Linked DNA regions of Sus scrofa: region 2 is linked to region 1. A link is a contact called in public HiChIP or PLAC-seq data. All regions are on one chromosome and are shown on one strand. The core of a region is the stretch at or near the end of the contact, and the rest is flanking DNA. Distances in the headings are between cores, read along the strand shown.

Region 1 (3,929 bases), core at 493-2,992:
GACCCCTAGCCTGGGAACCTCCATATGATGGCAGGAGCGGCCATAGAAAAAGGCAAAAAGACCAAAAAAAAAAAAAAAAAGTTATAGTTTACATGAAATTGGCACAGCATTGTAAATCAACTATACTCTAAAAAAAACACAAAAGCAGTTACAATTTACCTAGTTGCTATAAGATATATTTAGCTTAAGGGGAAAGATTTCCTTAAAGCTGGAAAACAAAGATTAAAAGCCAATGATATTTCAGACAAAAAGCAAAAGACAAAAATTACAACTATATTCATCAGTTTACCCAGTCCTATGTAGCTTGTTAACCTTGATCATTTGTGAACAGTTTATGAAGCCATCTGCTTTTCCATTAGAATTCTTTAATTTGTTACCCAGATCAGTTGTATGATTTCAAGTTTGCAGAAACGTGTACTTGTCCAAAGGTCCTTTATGTGAATATTCTTGAAAATGAAGCACTCTTCAAAAGCATCAAAGTAGAACAATGGCTGTCTATAAATGACAAAAGACTTTAAAAGGCACAGTTAAAGATATAATTATGATGAAATTGACAAAGAAACTTGGAACTTGGTTTAATCAAATCCAGTTATTTTTCTTGCCGATGAATTTTTTTTTCTTTTTATGGCTGTACCTGTGGCATATGGAAATTCCTGGGCTAGGGGTTGAATCGAAGCCGCAGCTGCAGGCCTACACCACAGCCACTGCCACGACAACACTGGATCTGAGCCGCATCTGCGACCTATGCTGCAGCTTGTGGCAACACTGGATCCTTAACTCATTGAGTGGGACCAGGGATCAAACCAGCATCCTCAGAGACAGCACTGGGTCCTTAACCCACTGAGCCACAATGGGTGCTCCTTTTCTTACTGGTGAATTTTTTAACGGAGATAATATGATATTATTTGACTTCTGGTAAACCTAGGTACTTAAGCTTGACTCCAAAGACATATCTATATTCATTAAACAAAAAATTAATTTTAATATGAAATATTAATTTCATATTAAATATTTTCCAGGTCATGTGAGCCTGAAATTCATTTAAATTAGTTTTTTAAAAAATATTTCAGAGTATTTATATGGAGTTTAATTTTCTTTAAGCCACTTAAATAGAACTAATTTACAAATAATTTCGGTAAAACCATCCAACTATAAAGAAGTATCATATCTATAACATACACACAGCTATGTAGACAGACACAACCAGAGATCTAGTAGCTTCACTTTCGGATCTAATCATGAATCAGGTATTATAATATAAATTCACTAGTTTGTAAATAACACTTGGAGTAATTTAAGTTTACTTGAGTGAGTTTAAAAAGACCTCTTTCCCCTTTTTTTCCTCTCAGTCTCAGGAGCTGAGTATAGTCTAGATAAGAGTTCCCAAGAGCCCTGGTAGAACATTCACATCTCAAAGTACAGGGCAAGAAAAGCAAGTTCCTCCTAGAAGAACTTTTTCCCTTAGGGTCAGGATTTTGAAAAGATGTTTATCAAGCTGGCATTTTCTAACTGCATAACCAAAGCCAGTTTGGGAACATCAAAAGAGCCTCATCTTGGTCAATTTCAGGGCAGGACTTTCAGTTCCCAACTTAGTAAGAACTTGCAGGTATCAGTTCCTTGTGTCATAGATAAACCCAGCTTGGGTTCTCATAGATGTGGGTCTGCCAGGGAACTGTTCGGCCTTTGAGGAACACTTTCCCATTATTAATTCTGCAGCCTAAGTGAATTAGGATCTGAACAGCTTTCTGAGAACAGTGTGGTGGCCTGGATGTGTGCTTCTTCTGGGTCTAGTTCCCAAAGGGCTAACCTTGTGTTGGTTTAACTCTTTTACCTGTCTCAGTTTTTCCCTCTGGCAGTCTAGAACTTCCTTGGGTGCTGAGAGCACTAGTTGATCAGTCTTTACATCCTGAATTCACTGAGCAGAATTTACTTAACGGTTTTATTGGGATTCCCTGTGAGACTGCGGCCTGTTGCAAGGATTAATCCGCAGCCATTTCCACTAGTCTCAGTCGCCTGAGGACACCTTGTGGTCGGAAGGAGCAAATGTCCCTTTTCTTCCAAGTGGAATAATTTAGTCTCTCATTTCACCAGCAGTTTGTTCAGACATATACCTACTTGTTTTTCAGTTAAGCCAAATTTAACAAAAACCTGGCCATCTATGTTTCCTTGAGCCTCCCACCCAGATCCCCCTAATTCTCTGCCTAGGAAATGTACTCCAGGTCTTCAGTGAAAACAACTTGAATAAAACTTTTGGGATCATCACTTTAAAAGATAAGTTCTAGATATCAGAAGAACTCACTGGAACACCTGAGGAGTACTGAGAAGTCAGTGGAACTCAAAGGGGCCTGTGCTGGTGCTAACAGAAGTTTAGGGTAGATTCCAGGTAGCCTCTGGTGGGAATCTCTGATATCCTTCAGGCTATGATATGCAAATGTTGATAAAAATTAATTAATTGTCACTCTAAGACGGAAACAGAGAATTTTGTTTGAGCCAACCTGAGGATGATGACCCAGGAGACAGTCTTTCAGAAAGCTCTGAGGGCTGTTCTGCCCACTATAAGTTAAAGAACATTTATATACATTTTGGTGACAGAAGGTTATGCATAAAATGATGTATGGACAGTCTACATAGTTTAGATTTGCATGTATCAGGGGAGAAGTGGGTCATAATGACCCCTCAGAAGATTAAAAATAAATAGCTTGTCCTAAGAAGTTACCTTGCTGGTGCCAGGAGGAAATTGTTTTTATGGTTGAGCAGGCATTCCTAGGTCTTTGAAGGAGATCTGGTTAATGTATCATATAGATGCACAGTGGAAGAGGTGTAGAGCCCAAACAGAGAGAAAATTTTATGTTTAAAAATTTTCTTGTCCTGCCTTAAAAATAATATTGTTCCATCAGTATAAATGGAATCTTACAATATGTGGTCCTTTGTGACTGGCTTATTTCACTTAGCATTATGCTTTTATGGTTCATATATGTTATGGCATGTATCAATATATATATATATTTTTTTGTCTTTTTTGTTGTTGTTGTTGCTGCTATTTCTTGGGCCGCTCCCATGGCATATGGAGGTTCCCAGGCTAGGGGTCCAATCGGAGCTGTAGCCACCGGCCTACACCAGAGCCACAGCAACGCAGGATCCGAGCCACGTCTGCAACCTACACCACAGCTCACGGCAACGCCGGATCGTTAACCCACTGAGCAAGGGCAGGGACCGAACCCGCAACCTCATGGTTCCTAGTCGGATTCGTTAACCACTGCGCCACGACGGGAACTCCTCAATATTTTATTATTTTTTTCCAAATAAAATTCCTTCTTATGGATACAGCAAAAGTACTTTCTAAGATTTAAAAAGTATTTTAAAACTTTATTATTTTCATTTTTTTTTTTTTTTAAGTGCCAAACCTGGGTCATATGGAAGTTTCCAGGCTAGGGGTTGAATCAGACCTGTGGCTGCTGGTCTATGCCACGACCTCAGCAACTCCAGATCCAGGCCACTCTATGCAACAGCTTGCAGCAACACTTAACCCGTTGAGCAAGGCCAGGAATCAAACCCACATCCTCATGAATACTAGTTGGGTTCTTAAGCCACTGAGCCACAATGGGTACTCCATCCTATATATTTATTTTAAAACTTTATTAAAAACTTTAGTAAAATATTAAAGTTACAACAGTGTCATCCTAAATTAGAAACATCATCCAGAAAAGAATCAAAGTTCTTTTTATTTTTATTTTTTGGCCACTCTGCAGCATATGGAGTTCCTGGGCCAGGGATCATGATCCAATCCGCAGCTGTGACCCACCCCATGCGTGAGGCAATGTGGGATCCCCCAACCCGTTGTGCCTGGTCAGGAATTGAACCTGTATCCAGGGATGCAGAAACCTGGCTGGTCCCTGTTGTGCCACAGAGGAAACTCCAACTGAGGGTTA
Region 2 (3,929 bases), core at 429-2,928, 280 kb before region 1:
TTGAGATGCTCAGCTTCTAGTGGCCGAGGGCCCCATTACGTTGGGAGAGAATGGAAGATCCCCTTTTAGGCAGATGGGAGGATGGGCTCTGCCTGGCTGGAGCTTCTGGGCGTCTCCCTCCCTGTGAGTGAAGGCAGTATTTCTGGGGAAGTCAGGCTCAGGACTTGGTGGGCAGCTGAGGCAAGAGCCAGCATAGGAGCAAAGAGTATGGTCCCAAGGCCAAGACACAGCTGGTATCCAGGGGACACAGGGGCTGGAGAGGTTCACTGAGGCCCTGGGGGAGGAAGAAGGAGGCATTTATAGGATGCTCTGGACCTCACCTGGGGCAGCGGTTGAGCCAGGGCAGTCAAGGCAGGGACCTCTATGTCAAGGGTCTGTCTACCTTCAAGGAAACCATGATCTGGGACAGAAGACAGCTGGAGGGCCAAGGGGATGGCCAGGTTGGGTCACACCTGTAGGCAGTCCCCAGGCCTGCACTGAGGCCAGTGAGATGGGAGACCCATATCTACCTGCTAGAAAATGCATTTAATTAAAACAGAATGTCTGACTGACTCTTTCCTTGCCTTGCTGATATTCCCATCGCCGAAGGTAGATGATGAGGTTGTCATAACGCTCTGGAGCAAATTCGGATCAACAAAGATGAGCAGGCTGGCCACATGCAAGCAAAGATTCTCAGGGGGAGGATCCTTCGGGGTGGGGGGGGCATGTCCCTTAGATGCCCTGGAAGGCGGTCCTGGCTGATAGTCAAGCATATAGATTCTAGTCAAATGAATCCCCAGACCAAAGCCCACTTCACCCTTTCCTCTCATTAGGTGACCTGGGGCTAATGTTTTGGGCCCTATTTTTCTGGTCTGAAAAGTAAGGATAATAATAGTCCTTATTTCCTGGGGCTCTTGGAGGGATTAAGGGAGAGAGTGTATGGAAAGAACCTAACCCAGTGCCGGACATTAAGGAAGCACTTAACACCTATGAGCATTTATGATTATTTCACAAGCAAGGAGAGAAGCTTGAGAAGTGTTGGGAACATCTCCTTGTTTTCAGAAAACAAAGTTCTGACATTCAGAAAGAAATCAGTTTGAGGTTAGTAGATGCAAACTATTACACTTAGAATCGATAAACAACAAGGTCCTACTGTACAGCACAGGGAATTCTTTCCAATCACTTGTGATGGACTATGATAGAAGATAATATGAGAAAAAGAATATATATATATGTGTGAGTATATATATATATATATACATAAAACTGTGTCACTTTGCTGTACAGCAGAAATTGACATAACATTGTAAATCAACTATATATATATTTTTTTAAATGTTTTTAAAAAGAAAGAAATCAGCCTGGAAGGGAAGATTACATTAGAAAGTAGGGAAGTGTTCAAATATGTCATTCTGACTCTGCTATTAGACAACAAATAGTGGGCAGGAAGTGGTTAAACTGAAAGGAGGAGCAGAGAAAGGGTGACTCAGGGACTGAAGGTGACTGACCATGGGGGGAGGGGCTGTTTTTCAGGGGGTCCCTCATCTGGGTGCTGCTCAGAAAGGCACAACAAGCCCTGGAGCCTCTCAGCCCTGCTGGGCAGCTCTCAATGAGAAAGCAGGCAGTACAGTACAGGCATGGCTCTGAGAGAGACCTTTGCTAAAATGCCTGCATTGTCAAGTACCACATCAAAGAGTGCAAGATCCTCAAGGCCCGGCATCTGCATGTATCTTTCCAACAGCAAATTCAGACCAACAGCAGCTACAGCTCTAGCCAGACAATCAAGGAAGACGACACACTTCAAGTTACACTTGAACTCTGAGCAACTACAGAGATTGTGACATTCTCCACAACTTTGCAGTTAAGAGCTTGGGTCAAAGCTGCCAGTGCAGTGCAGACCAGCACAGAGCATGAAACAGCATGGGGCCCAGAAGAGGCATCAGTGGAAAGAGACGATTAAGACAGAACTTGGGTGACACTGCTCTCTCTTCACCACACTTAGATTCTTTACTGTTGGGAAAAACCAACCTTTCAGAAGGTGTGTGTTTCCTCAGGGAAATGGTGAACCATGAGATTGATCATCTTTCTCTTTTTGCTTTGGCTGCCGGGAAACTCAGAACTAAATTCACATCTCCCCTTTAGTAATTATGGGAGACTCTGTGCTTTTTATATTGGTGTCCTAAACTCCTAGTCTTTTCTTTGTCTTTGATTTTTATTTTAAAATTCTCCTGGAGTTCCCTAGTTGGCCTAGCAGTTAATGGACCTAGCATTGTCACAGCTACGGTTCAGGTCACTACTGTGATGCAGGTTCAATCCCTGGATGGGAACTTCCGCATGCCACAGACACAGCCAAAAATAAAATAAAATTTCCCTACTTTAATATATGTAATTTTGGAAGTCACTTCAGGTCACCCTTACAGGGAACAAGGAGGATGGCCATACAGGAACACTGCCTGTGTATAATGAAAAATGTTCCGGTCTTTTCTTTTGCAAGCAGGGGGAAGTGCGGTTGACTAAGCAAGGGTGAGGTTATGAGAGTTAAGAGTGCAGTGAGGAGAGGGAAGGTGAGTGTGTTTTTCTTTAAGTAGTGGAAGTAAACTTGCCCAAGTTCAGCAGGGAGTCGCCTCAGGGCGGAAGGTAACCCCACCTCATCTACAGGAACAGGAGCTCCTCAGGGGTTTCCACAGAGGCCAGAGGCAGCGGCAGAATCAACCTGGGTCTGAGTCACCTGTCCCAAGAGGAAGGAACACCACCCTTTCTTTCCAACTCAAGAAAGTTCACTGGATTGCAAATAAATGAGAATAACGTTTTTACAGGACTAGCCTGGAATCTACTCTACCACATATTTTTAAAAAGTAAATCACCGGCACATTTTGGTATTTTATTAACAAATTACTCATGGCCCCACCATGGTTAAACTAGTGGAACTGGGTCGACCCTACAAGAGGTCAACCAGCGGTGTGAATGGGACAGTCTTCAACCCCAACCCAATCAACACACTACGGGAACTTGGAGTCAGGTGTGGCTGGCATGTTCTCCACACCTGAGGCACTGAGAGCAAGCTGGCACCTAGACGACCTGATAGAGTTAGGATCCAAGTGTTCTTGACAGGCTAAAGTGAGGGCATCTAGGACAGGTGCATTTTAAGAGATGGTGGATGCTCCAGTACTCGGCCATGAACACGCCTGTCACAGAGGGGCTGTTGCCAGGTGGGCTCAGTGCTGAGTCTCCAGGGTAAAGGGACTGCAGAGCCAGGTCCTCAGGTCAGAGGCCTGTAGGGCAAGGAAGGGCTCTGGGGAGGGGCTTGGGCATGGGGCCCAGTGAGGCTTCCTCCCTGGCTCTAGTCCCTTCACCTCATCCCAGGCTCTCCCCACACCCTCACCCACATCCTTTCTAAAGCAGACCTTAGATCCCAGCCTCCGCTGGCTCGGACCCTCCTGTAGGGGAACTCCACCCACTCAGCAGCACACCTGAGTCTGGTCAGTGGCAGGCCCCCACCTGATGTGGCCCTGACCCGCCTCCCTAAGCTCAGGTCCTAGTCCCCTGCCCTTTACTCACTCTGCTCCACCCAGAGTGGGCTGGGCTCTGCACTCCGTACTCCTGCCTGGAAGACTGTCCCTGTGGCCTCCCTTCCCTCAGGTCTCTGTGCAAACATCACCTTATCTACGAGGCCTCCTTGACCCCCTGCTTATAACTCTACATCCCCCATCACTCTCAATCCACTATCCCCCTTATGCTGATTCACTTCTTGTCACCACAGGACAAATCATCTTTTTGTTTGTTTGGTGCTAAAATGCATCTGTGCAAGAGCAGAGGCATGATGAACTCTCCATTGCATTTCTGCTCCTGCACCTGGACAGTGCTTGGCACACAGTGCATGCCCAGCCCCCCACGTTTATGGATGGATGGATGGATGGATGGAGTGAGTGAATGAATAAGAGACAAAACTC

The links. HiChIP or PLAC-seq counts read pairs in DNA pulled down with a chosen protein or histone mark.
Region 2: a contact with region 1 is called in an H3K27ac HiChIP or PLAC-seq map of alveolar macrophages. The contact joins two enhancer-like sites. A contact is called at or near these places in 1 of 5 promoter capture datasets (liver) and 1 of 2 datasets of contacts at active chromatin or transcription factors (alveolar macrophages).

The regions. Positions count from the first base shown.
Region 1 is chr3:72,229,809-72,233,737 of Sscrofa11.1, reverse strand. No RefSeq gene overlaps it. Among named protein-coding and RNA genes, the nearest start is that of PCYOX1, 8.2 kb to the right of the region's middle. Within about 2 kb of position 1,742, at least 24 of the 83 cell types and tissues checked have an H3K27ac peak or open chromatin away from gene starts, as enhancers often do. A contact at or near this core is called in alveolar macrophages, where this site is marked.
Region 2 is chr3:72,506,215-72,510,143 of Sscrofa11.1, reverse strand. The region is part of intron 9 of ASPRV1 (retroviral-like aspartic protease 1); the gene reads right to left. Among named protein-coding and RNA genes, the nearest start is that of MXD1, 37 kb to the left of the region's middle. Within about 2 kb of position 1,678, at least 11 of the 83 cell types and tissues checked have an H3K27ac peak or open chromatin away from gene starts, as enhancers often do. A contact at or near this core is called in alveolar macrophages, where this site is marked.